Linked DNA regions of Mustela erminea: region 1 is linked to region 2. Evidence: chromatin contacts called from public Hi-C data. All regions are on one chromosome and are shown on one strand. The core of a region is the stretch at or near the end of the contact, and the rest is flanking DNA. Distances in the headings are between cores, read along the strand shown. Region 1 holds the start of FZD7 (frizzled-7). Region 2 holds the start of ALS2 (alsin).

Evidence for each region. Hi-C and Micro-C count contacts between places; a contact is called where the count stands out from the background.
Region 1: a contact with region 2 is called in a Hi-C map of spleen, with 4 times the contacts expected there. The contact joins the promoter of FZD7 here to the promoter of ALS2 in region 2. A contact is called at or near these places in 2 of 3 Hi-C or Micro-C datasets (skeletal muscle and spleen).

The regions. Positions count from the first base shown.
Region 1 is chr8:13,541,358-13,547,381 of mMusErm1.Pri, reverse strand. FZD7 (frizzled-7) reads right to left here and starts at 3,301. Exons shown (of 1, transcript XM_032354451.1): 1 at 1-3,301. The coding sequence starts at 2,455. The coding sequence ends at 731.
Region 2 is chr8:13,322,591-13,328,667 of mMusErm1.Pri, reverse strand. It overlaps ALS2 (alsin), which reads left to right and starts at 3,605. Exons shown (of 34, transcript XM_032354447.1): 1 at 3,605-3,751; 2 at 4,070-4,158.

The DNA.
Region 1 (6,024 bases), core at 2,052-4,551, 220 kb before region 2:
TCCTCTGCCTCCTCTCGAAATGTTATCTTCATTTCTTTTGCATCGTTACATTAAGATTCTAGGAGGCAGGCCTCCCAAGACTTCCAAATGCTTATTTTACAAGACTTGAAAGGACTAGGAGAGGAAAAACAGGCGGGAGGGGCCAGAGGAGGAGAGACTGTAATGTCTGACCCTGGAAATTAACCCATCTGGGCTCCAGTTTGGCCCCAGTGAAAAGAGATTATGGTTTGACCACCGCTTGACAAGGACACCGCAGGGAGTCCTCCCTTTTCCCAACAAAGCCGCCGCCGCAGACAAAGCTGTACCTTTCACCCGGGCCTCACAGGAGTGAGGACAGGCCACTTGTCTTGCAGCAGGGGCATCGCTCCCAGTCCCAGTTTGGCCCTGGAGCCGGGAAGAACTCAGAGCCATCTCTGCTGGGTCAATCGCGATAGGCCCAGGTCGGCCCGTACCGTACACGATTAACATCATCGTTACCGTCATCACCATCATTAACATCCTGCAAGTCTTTGCCACTAAGTCTTTTCATCCGAACCGTCTTTCTACCCGGGCCTCCTTTTCCAAACCCACCCCCGGCCCCAAATCTACAAATATCATCTCTCTTCCAGGTCACTTCTCATTGGAGGGGACCGGAGGTTCCAGGACCCCCCCCCCCCCGCAGTTCTCTCCTTCCCGCGCCTCTCCCCCTGCTAGGGGATGGGGGAAGGGAGGGTGGGGGAGGGGCCGGGGCTCATACCGCAGTCTCCCCCTTGCTGCTGTGGCTGAGTCTGTGGTAGAAGCGGCGCCACGACTGCAGAGTCTTGCCGGACCAGATCCAGAAGCCGGTGGTGATGCCCACGATCATGGTCATCAGGTACTTGATCATGAAGACAGTGAAGTCGGGGCTCATGGGCGGGAAGTGGCCAGGCGGGCAGGGCACCGCGTAGCTCTTGCACGTCTGCATGAGCCAGGTGCGCTCCCAGTGCTCGCGGAAGGCCTGCTCATAGAAGTAGCAGGCCAGGACGATGGTGGCCGGCACGGTGTAGAGCACGCTGAAGACGCCGATGCGCACCATGAGCTTCTCCAGCTTCTCGGTCTTGGTGCCGTCGTGCTTCATGATGGTGCGGATGCGGAAGAGCGACACGAAGCCGGCCAGCAGGAAGGACGTGCCAATGAAGAGGTAGACGAACAGAGGTGCCAGCACGAAGCCCCGCAGCGCATCCACGCTGGACAGGCCCACGTAGCACACCCCACTGAGCAAGTCCCCATCCACCTGGCCCATGGCCAGGATGGTGATGGTCTTGACAGCGGGCACGGCCCACGCGGCCAGGTGGAAGTACTGCGAGTTGGCTTCGATGGCCTCATGGCCCCACTTCATGCCGGCTGCCAGGAACCAAGTGAGCGACAGGATGACCCACCAGATGGAACTGGCCATGCCGAAGAAGTACAGCACCATGAAGAGGATGGTGCAACCTTCCTTCTTGGTGCCCTGCGCCACCGTGCGGTAGCCATCGTCTGAGAAGCGCTCCACGCACACCGCGCGGTCCTCCAGCAGGAAGCCGGCCACGTGCGCCACGGCCACCATGAAGTAGCAGCCCGACAGAAAGATGATGGGCCGCTCCGGATAGCTGAAGCGCCGCATGTCCACTAAATAGGTGAGCACGGTGAAGAGCGTCGAGGCGCAGCACAGCACTGACCACACGCCCACCCAGAGACGGGCAAAGCGCCTCTCCTCCTCCTTAAAGTACATGAGGCCGTTGGCACGGCCTGGCTCGCACGGGGCGCCGCAGTCGCGCTCGCCCAGGAAGCGGTAGCCCAGGTAGGGGGGCACCTTGAGCTGGCGGGGACACGAGAACGGGAAGGCAGAGCGGCCCCTGCCGTCAGCGGCCCCCGGGGACAGCGCGGTGTAGGGCAGGTCCGGCAGATAGGGCGCGGTGGGGTAGGCTGTGGGGCCGCCGCCCGGGCCCCCGTTGCCGTCGGACGTGTTCTGGCCCACGCAGATCTCGCCGGCGCCGTGCACCGGGAAGTTCTCGCAGCGCAGCCGCTCGGGCCACTGGAAGCCGAACTTGTTCATGAGCGCTTCACAGCCCTGGCGGGCACGCTCGCACAGAGAGCGGCACGGCGGGATGGCCTGATCCAGCACCGTGCACACGGGTGCGTACATGGAGCACAGGAAGAAGCGCAGTTCGGGAGAACACTGCACCTTCACCAGCGGGTAGAACTGGTGCACCTCGAGGCCCGCGTCCTCTTGATTCGTGTGGCCTAGCAGGTTGGGCAGGATGGTCTGGTTGTAGGCAATGTCCGTGCACAGCGGGATGGAGATGGGCTGGCAGAAGCCGTGGTCCGGCACTGAGATGCCCTTCTCGCCGTGGTAAGGCTGTGCCCCGGCGCCGGCGGGCAGCGCGCCCAGCAGCGCAAGCACCAGGGTGCACAGGCCCAGGGGCGAGCGCGACGCGGCCGCGCCGGGGCCCCGCATCGCCGGCCGCGGGTGCAGCGGCGCTCTCAGCCCGCAGAGCGCGAAGAGGCAGCCGGGAGAGGCTCGGATCCGAGGAGGCGCAGCCGCGCCCCGCGCATGAGAGTCCTCCCGGCGCCGAGGCCGGGCCGTGGGCGGCGCGGAGCCGAGGGCGCTGCAGCTGGGGTGCCCGCGCCGCGGGGGCGCCGCAGCCGTCTCCGCCCAGCCCTCTAGCAGCCGCTGGGGGCCCAAACCCGCCAGCCTGGGCCGGGGGCGCCGAGTGGGGCCGCTTTATTCTCCCGCTGCGACGTAACGGTGCGGCTTTTTCTGCGGCGAGGAGCAGCAAGCGTCTCCGGTTACCCTTCAAAGTTTGCCCAAAGTCTGTCGACCCACGGCGCGCAGGAACGCACGCGCCCCCACACCGAGTCCGGCCCCCGGCAGGCTAGAGCCCGGCGCCGCCGCCTGCGAGCCGAGGCCGCCGCCTCGGCCGTGCTGCTCCGCCTCCTCGCCTCGAGGCTCTGCTCGCCGCCGCCGCCGCCGCCTCCTTCGCCTCCTTTTCTGCTCCCCGGCTCCTTCCTCAGCCCCAAAAGCTCGGCCCCCAAGTTTCTGCCAAACGGGTGATTCTCGCTCCGAGTCCGATCGGCGCCTTGGAGCCAGCAGCCCAGCGAGTTCTTTTCGGAAATCCAGTTACACTGCGTCCGAAGCTGCGAGGGCCCGGTGCCCGCGGCCTGGGCCTGGCTTCTCCAGCCTCGCGAAGCCCCGGCCCGTGAGTCCCGGCGCCCGCCGCCCGCCGCCGCCGCCGCCGCCCGCCGGGAGGGAGCGCAGAGTAACGACTCGGAGTCGCGCAACTCGCCAGAAGAAGCGTCGGGCTCGCAGGGTTCCGGGCCGCCCCGCCCCCTCCCCTCCCCCCATTCACAAACCGCTCCGGGGGCGGGCCCTCGAGCTCCGGGGCGGCCCAATGGTAGCCTTTGTTTTCTGTGTGGCGGCCTCCGGATTGGGTGGAAGTCGGAAGGGCCGGGCGAGGGACCCGGAGGGGCGGAGTCTGCAGCGCTCTGGGCGGATTCCTGAGGGGAGGGGCAGGGGGCTGGGAAGGAAAAGTTAAGAAAAACTTTTACGGTGAATTCGCTCGAGGGGTGGGGGTGGGGGGTGAACGCACCAGAAAGGGAATTTGCTTTAAAGGTTTGCTCCTCTTCCGGGTACACTAAAACACACATCTCGAGCGGCAGGGCGCGGCGAGAGGGGATTTTGCTGGAAGAACAGCGCAGCGCCGGGGCGGAGAGACGTGACCCGGAGTCACGTTAGCCCTGCCTGGGCTGACAATGCCGGGTTAGGCAGGGGGCTTCAGGGTAGCTGGATCCTAAATGTGGGGCTCGGTACCGAGCGAGAAGGGGGTGCGCCTCTCGGATCGCTTTTTTCTCCCCTGACCCAAACAGACCACGTGAGGCCGCAGTCCCTTTCACCCCCTCTCCGGGTGTAGGAAGGAGGAGGGGCCCGCGTCCGAGGAGAAACTGGAGTCGGGAGGAGGGGGCCGACTTAAGGCGGGAGGAAGTGCAGACCCCTCCGAGGGGAGAGGGCCCGGGCCGCGGTCCCCCAGGCCACCCCGCCCGCGCGCACGGCCCAGAGTGTGGAACTCTGGTGCGGCTTTAGAGCGGTTACGGGAAAGCTCCGACGGGGGTGGGGGGCAGTTACAGATGTACCTGAGGCCGCGCGCCCGGGAACTCTGCACGGTTTCAAGTGCGTCTTCGACTGCGGTGCTTTCCTTGGTCCTTGGGCTTGCGGCCTTTCGGGCTGCCCTCTTCGTTGCAGAAGCAACGACTTGATCCTGCAGTTGCAATGTTACATAGAGAAGTTTTCATGCGTATTACAAAGCAGGGCGTTTGCTAATTAAGAAGTTTTCAAAACACAAAGAGAGGTTATCCGCGTTCTCCAGCGGCGTTTTCTGATTGGCAAGCGGTCTTTTGTTCCCGGCCAAATCTTCGCCCTGCTCACAACACTGGGCGCTCCCCTGAGCTCTCGGGTTACTCCCGCGGAGGTCAGAATTGACCGGGGGGGGGGGGGGGCTCTCCTCTCTCTCTGGGCTGCAAAGAATATCATGAATTCCCATGCAGGGGAAGTGACAGTTTGAGAAAGGCTAAATCTGTCTCTCACTGTGTCTCTGTCACACACACGCGCGCGCGCACTAATACTATGCTTGAGAAATCGTTACTCCTGGCCGAGCCCTTCCTTCTGCCCGTCTCAGCTCCAGGCTCTGGACCCCGAGTGGTTTCTGGTCAGGTTGCGTGTTTGCAGAAGTTGTTATCTCTGCTGTCCCCGGGGAGCTGCTTCTCCAGCAAGAAAAAACTGGTTTCGAAATCGCAGATGCATTGGGTTCCCTTTCTAGGGAGACTTTGGCCTTCCTCTGTTTTTCTTTTATTTGTTTTCTATTACTGAAGTTTACTAGGCATTTACCTTCCACTTCACAGTTCTTTGTACTTTCCCACTCTTGTTAATGGACCTGAAGGGCTGAATCATGTGGGCCAAGGTAGGGTGTCAGACTGCTCACGTTCTCCCTCCGCCCCTCAACAGTTTCTTCCAAAGCATCAGTTTCCCCTCACACCCAGGACCTTATTTGTTTTCTTTTAGGTTATCTGCTCCAGGGTAATACAAAGGATTAATGACATTTGCTTTAAAAATATTTTATTCCTTCCTTATATACTTTTAAAGTCTCCTCTTTTTCTTTCTAAATTATTATTCTTACTACCTAACATTGGGGAGCATTGATATTGACTTGAAAGATGTTGTTTAAAGACAATGCTGCTGCTTTGCTTTGTCATTTAAAGTGTGTGTGGGAGGGGGTTGGAAATCCTTTTTTCTCTCAGTGAGCTTCTGGATATCTTCCTTTTCTAAATCAAATTTTCATGCTTATTCATCAGGCCACTGATCTAAGTCATCTTTGCTTATTGAAGGAGAAATTGCAAGCACTGTCATCAAATAAAATGAAAACCGACAGGGTAAGATACTGTGTCTCAAATACAGCTACAACCAGTTTAGTTGATGAGCTTTTACTCCCCAGATTATAGCCCCAGACAGCTCGCTGATGATAGGTAATAGGGATAATTATTTAGAAAGAAAAAAGGAGAACCCTTTAAGAAAATACAAGGGGTGAATGAAATATTTTTAAAACAGTCTATGCATCAGATGCAGAAATCCCACCCCAGATGGAAAGCATCACAGATGTGAGGCCTGAGACCTGTTGCCCTGTCCCAGGCGGACAAATGCAAAAAGCATAAAAGCGAAGTCTAATTTGGGGGAGTGTTTTGTTTTTTTGGAATGGGTTTTTAAAAACCCACTCAAAAAGTATTCTGAAAAATAAAAATTTGCTGTTTGTGAGAGGAATGTGGTAGCCTTCTATGCCTTGCCTGATCCTCCAGAATGCTATGATTTCAAGGAGCTAAGAAGTAAAACGGAGTAGATCATTAAAGCGAGTTCACAACGTAGGGGGCTAAATAGTCTGTTTCAGGCTCTATGATAAATGTAGTAACGCTGGTTCACATTCTGCCCAGGATCAACTTAATTTTCTTTTCCAAGAGATTCTTTCCACACCCAACTCCCAA
Region 2 (6,077 bases), core at 2,356-4,855:
AAGAAACAGAGGTATGCAGGTTAAATAGCGTGTGCCAAGGTCACAAAATTAGCAAGTTCGGGGTCTTAGATTTGAACCCAGGCTGTCTGGCTAGGAGTATGTGCTTTTAGTTACTACATTATTTTGCCTCTTTTAAAAAGTTCTTTATTTAAATTCAATTTAGTTAACATAGACTGTATTATTAGTTTCACTGGTAGAATTTAGAGACTCATCAGTAGCATATAGATTAAGTGCCCTCCTTAATACCTATCACCCTATTATCCCTTCCCCACACCCCCTCCCCTCCAGAAACCATGCTTGTTTCCTAGAGTTCAGTGTCTCTTGGAGTTTGCCTCCCTCTCCATTTTCATCTTATTCTTTTTCCTTCCCTTCCCCATGTTCATCTGTTGTTTCTTAAATTCCACATATGACAGAAATCATATATTTTTGTCTTTCTCTGACTGACTTATTTCACTTGGCACAGTACCCTCTGGTTCCATCCACATTGTTGCAAATGGCAAGATTTCATTCTTTTTGATGGCTGAGTAATATTCCATTATGTATTATATTATAGTGTAATGGATATATGTAATTCCAATATATATAAATATATATCATATATAATATAATGGAATATAGATGTGGGCTGTATATGTATGTATATATACATATATCTTTACCCATTCATCTGTTGATGGACATCTGGGCTCTTCTCATTATTTGGTTATTGTAGACATTGGTGCTATGAACATTGGGGTACATGTGCACCTTTGAATCACTATGTTTGTGTCCTTTGGATAAATACCTAGTAGTGCAATTGCTGGGTTGTAGGATAGCTCTGTTTTTTAACGTTTTGAAGAACCTCCACACTGTTTTCCAGAGTGGCCACACCAGCTTGCATTCCCACCAATAGTGTGAGAGGGTTCTGTTCTCTGCATCCTTGCCAACATCTGGTGTTTCCGTTAATGTTAGCCATTCTGACTGGTAGTGAGGTGGAATTTCATTGTGGTTTTGACTTGTATTTCCCTGATGATGAGTGATGTTGAGCATTTTTTCATGTGTCTGTTGGCCATTTGCATGTCTTTGAAGAAATGTCTTTTCATGTCTTCTGTCCATTTCTTGACTGGATTTTTTTTGTTTTTTGGTTGTTGAGTTTGATAAGTTCTCTTTTTTTTTCTTCAAAGATTTATTTATTTATTTATTTGACAGAGAGAGAGAGAGAGAGAGAGGGAGAGAGATCAAAAGTAGGCAGAAAGGCAGGCAGAGAGAGAAGGAGAAGCAGGCTCCCTGCTGAGCAAGGAGACTGATGTGGGGCTCAATCCAAGGACCCTAAGATCATAATCCAAGCCAAATATAGAGGCTTAACCCAATGAGCCATTCAGGTGCCTCTGATAAGTTATTTATAGATTTTGGATACTAGCCCTTTATATGATAAGACATTTGTAAATGTCCTCTCCCATTCTGTTGGTTGCCTTGACTGTTTCCCTTTTTTGCCTCTGTATAGCCCAGTGATCACCATATTAGTTTAGTAGCTGTCACTCTTCCCACTTGTTTCAGGCATTGCTGCATAACCAACCATCCCAAAACTTAGTGGTTAAAAACAACAATTTATCATTTCTTGGGAAACTGGGTCAGGAGTTCAGACAGGACTTGACTAGGGTGTTCTGCTCCTCTTGGCACTGGCTGGTTTCACTCGGCTGCATTCAGCTGGTAACTGGGTTGGCCTGGAAGGTCTCAGAAGTCTCTGCTTATGTTTTGGCAGTTTAATGCTCTTCCATGTGGCCTATCTCTTCACATCGTCTCTTATCAACCTCTAGTACACTCGACATCTATTAAAGCATGGCAACCGGCTTTTCAGAGGGGGACGTATGTGGAAGCTGCCAAATTCTTTTTAACGCCTTGACTCAGTAGTCCAAGAACTTCATTTCTGCCTCATTTTATCAGGTAAAAAAAGAAAAACATCCTAGCCCATACTCAGGTGAAGAGGAAATAGAATCCATCTCTTGACATCAAGTGTGGCATTTATATACATGGAGGAAAGACTTGACAGTTGCCATCTTTGGAGTGACTTTTCTACACTACCAGAGTGGAAGTTCCACTAGAGCGATGACCCTTGTCTGTTTTGTTCATTATCATGTCTCTCTAGTGCCTAGAATAGTGCCTGGCACATAATAAAGTATGCAATAAATATTTATTCAGTCCAAGAACTTAAGGGATAGGTTAGGGTCAGGGTTAGGTCTGAAGAAATAGGGGGAAAAACTGGAAGGAGTGTGTCCCAGAAGCCAAAGAGAAATCAGGAAAAGAAAGACCGAAAGACTAGGGCTGCAGGTAGGTTTTGTAATAGTGGTTAGTGGGAGTTAGGGCAATCCATCCGAAGTGGTCCCATTTTCCTCAGAAAGGTAGGAGACAATTTTAAAATTTTCATTTTTTACAAATTTTAAACATTTTAAATAAACATATAATGTATTTTCAGTCCCAGGGGTACAGGTCTGTGAATCGCCAGGTTTACACACTTCACAGCACTCACCATAGCACATTAAATTTTCATTTTTAAAACTGTTTACCGAAGGGTAGGTAAAGTTCAGTTAGCAACGTGTGCGGGTTGGGAATAAAAGAGAAATTCCTAGTAGCCAAGTGTTAAGGACTGTTCTAGGCTTCGCAAGATTGCCTGCCCACATATAAGTCCCGACTGAAGCTGGACACCCTTCGTTTGCAGCGCTGCCAATTCTCAAGGTTATGTTGTTTTTAGCACTGGTGCAAGAGCGGACAAGGTTGGCCGAATTGGTGCAGACCTTAACGATTTTGCAGGTGGGCGGAGGATCAAGGATGCACTGGGCTGAAGGTGAACTGACAGAACGTTTATGCAAAGGAACTTCAGACTTTGTATCTCTGTCACTGATGGACTGAATGCAGGTTTGCAGGCTCAGAGATGGCACACTGCCTGGCAGCAGAAAGTTCGCACGCACTGTGTGCCAAAGGTGGCGGCTCGGGAAAATCTTCCAGAGAGGACTTACCAGCCGCGAGCTGAGTCGGGGTGGGGCTGCGGCTGCGACGAGCAGATTGTTGCGAAACTGTGTGCTGAGCCTTCAGACTAGTTTTACTCAGATCGTACATTGGGGAACGCTGTGGGGAATCATAAAAGATACCAATTTATTTCCTCCTACCCCATTGCAACTTTCGGGGTTGCAACCAAGTAAAAACAGCGTGGACACTAGGACCAACTGGTGCCGCCTGCCAATGACGTCATTTGCGGGGCGGACGGGACTACGTTAGGGTATAGCCCGTAGAAGCAGAAGATATCTAGCCTTTTCCCTGTAAAGAGTAGCGAACTCATCCTTCTGACTTCTGCAGTTTGAGGTGGCAGCAAAATGCCTGCAGCTCCGGGTCACTTTCCTCACCACCTGTTACCATGGAAGCTCCTGGGTAGTTAGGCCCCGGCGACTCCATGTTACGTCACCGTCCAAGCGCGTTTTTTTTTTTTTTTTTAGGCCTGGTGGCTCCGCCCTATCCTGAGGGAGGGGCAATACTCCCGAGGACATTACCCACAGTGCCTAAGGCCTCTTGGATAATTTTGATCCCTATCAGACGCCGTCGGCGTCTACCTCCACCTATTTCAGGGGGCAATCCTGGCCCGCCTTCACACTAGCCGGCCGCCGCGCAGCCCCGCCCCCCCAGAGGCCCCGCCCCCCCGTGAATCAGCTGATCTCAGGGACCCGCTGGGCTGGGAAGCTCGCGCCGGATGGAGACTGCGGTGCTGCCGGTGGAGCGTCAGGTGAGCGAGGCTGAGTCTCCGGTCGGCCCTTGGCTTCGCAGGGCCCCGGCCCGGCTGTCCTGTGTGCGGGAGACCGGGGTAGGAGAGAGAGGCGGAGGCTCAGACCGAGGCCCGGGAGCGCGCTTGGTGACCCACAGAGACGGCGCCCGCGTCTTCCAAAAAGCTTGCGTCCGACCGTCGGCTCCTGCCCGCCAAGGAGCACCCGACGCGGCCCCCTGTCCCGGCCCCAGGTTCTCCCACTCGCCCCCTTACTTCCCTCCCCAGACGTCGGAGCGGCGGGAAGTTCTTTCACGACCCCTTTCCCGCCTCCACCCACAGGTCCTTTCCTTCACCCATTCATGAGGATTTATTGAATGCCCGCTCTAGGCGCTCGGCACCGAAACCGGGGTCCCTGGCCGCGAACCTTGGTGAGTGTCCCAGGCGGGTTTGCCCCAAGGATGCAGATCACAGTGGAGGGTGGACCTGGTGCTTCGTGGGCTTGAAAGGGCGGTTGCTGAAAAAGACAATGACTTTGATAATAAGAATGAGTCGTTTAACCGAGTCCTTTGGCGTGTCGAGTGAGCATCAGAGGGTGAGCAGTTCTTTTAAGAGCCGAAGACGGAAAAGTAGCATAGGTCTGTCATTAGGAAATGGTCCCGACGCTGGTGTTGGTCCTATGGGTAGTAGGACTACTTTGGAGACAAGCGACTGTAGGTTGGCAGGAGTGTTGTACTCTGGCTTACTTAGGGCTTTGATGATGAGGGAAGAGGAAAAACACACCGGCTAAAGCGGCATATTCAAATACAGTATTCTCTCTAGGACGGAAAAAGAAATAACTGTTAAACGCAAACACAGATCTTTGTCTCTTGCCTTTTAAATTTGTTGGTGGCTGTATATGTTCTTTAAAAGGCCTTATAGAATAAAATTGTGCGATGTGTGTTTATTCGGAACAGGTATCAAAATTCAGCAAGATATTGGTCCATTTCTCCCCCCTGGTTTATCATGAATGTGAATGATTTCGAGTGACCACTTGACTCTTGGGTTAATGAGTATTTAAGGCAGTGAAAAATTTGCTTTTGCAGTAAATTGCAGTATTTTAATCTTAGTAATGTAAGCAAGCATGGGCTTTGGATATGGACATACCTGACATCACATTCACTTATTCTTTGATTTGGGGAAAGTTACTTAACTTTTCTACATTATTTTTCTTCTAAATTGAGGATTAAAGTACCTTTCTCATAAAAGTACTTTTACTTTTTTTTTTTTTAAGATTTTATTTATTTACTTGACAGACAGAGATCACAAGTAGGCAGAGAGGCAGGCAGAGAGAGAGAGAGGAGGAAGCAGGCTCCCTGCTGAGCAGAGAGCCCGATGTGGGACTCGATCCCAGGACCCTGGGATCATGACCTGAGCCGAAGGCAGAGGCTTAAACCTCTGAGCCACCCAGGCGCCCCAGTAACTTTACTTTTAATGGTTCGTGTATTATGACAGTGCTGGCTGTGGTAAATATTCAGTACATATATATTTCCTATTTTTATAATTATTTCTTCTTCCACTATCTCATGACCCACACTGACTCACTGTTTTCTAAGTGGGAAAGAGAACTGAATATATTTAGAAAAATATAATTCGCTTTTTAAATTCAAGGGATAGTTTCCAGATAATTTACTGATACAGATATCTGATAGTTACAGGAACTAGGTCGTCTGGTTGGTCTGTAGTAACTTTGGTATTCAGTAAGGGTTTTTTAGTGTGAAAGATGCTTTTGGAATCTATACTTAGTTTACACTTATTACTTAGTTTGCAAACTATGAACAGTATTGGCATATTCAGGGTTCATAGTTATAGCAAGAGAAATTCAAATCTGTTTCACAATATTAACATTTGAAAAGATAATGATCCAGAAAATAAAGTACCAAAAGGTCATCTGGTGTTGGGGTGGGGGATTCTGAGTTGTATCAGGTAATCCTCTTATTTTTTTTTTTTTAAGTAGATTGGAGCAGTACCAATGGGAATTCTTCTGTTCAGATTTCAGCCTTTCAGAATTTATGTTCTTCTGAGACACTTAATTTTGGGCATTTTGACTGTTAAAGACACAAGAGTGTATTAAGAACTTCACTGACACGTGATTTCACTCTTATGTGATTAGGTGGAGAGAGTTCTATTAATTATCTTTCTACAAAAATATGGGTTTAATGCGTACTGCTGAGTCCATTTTAAGGGTATTTCTGAAGAATATGACTGACTTCTAAAAACCTTTTATAATCTTTTATGAATAGGACACTAGGTAAGGTATGGGTTAAAAAACTACAAAGAAAGGTAAAAATTGGTGATTTTTGAGATGGTG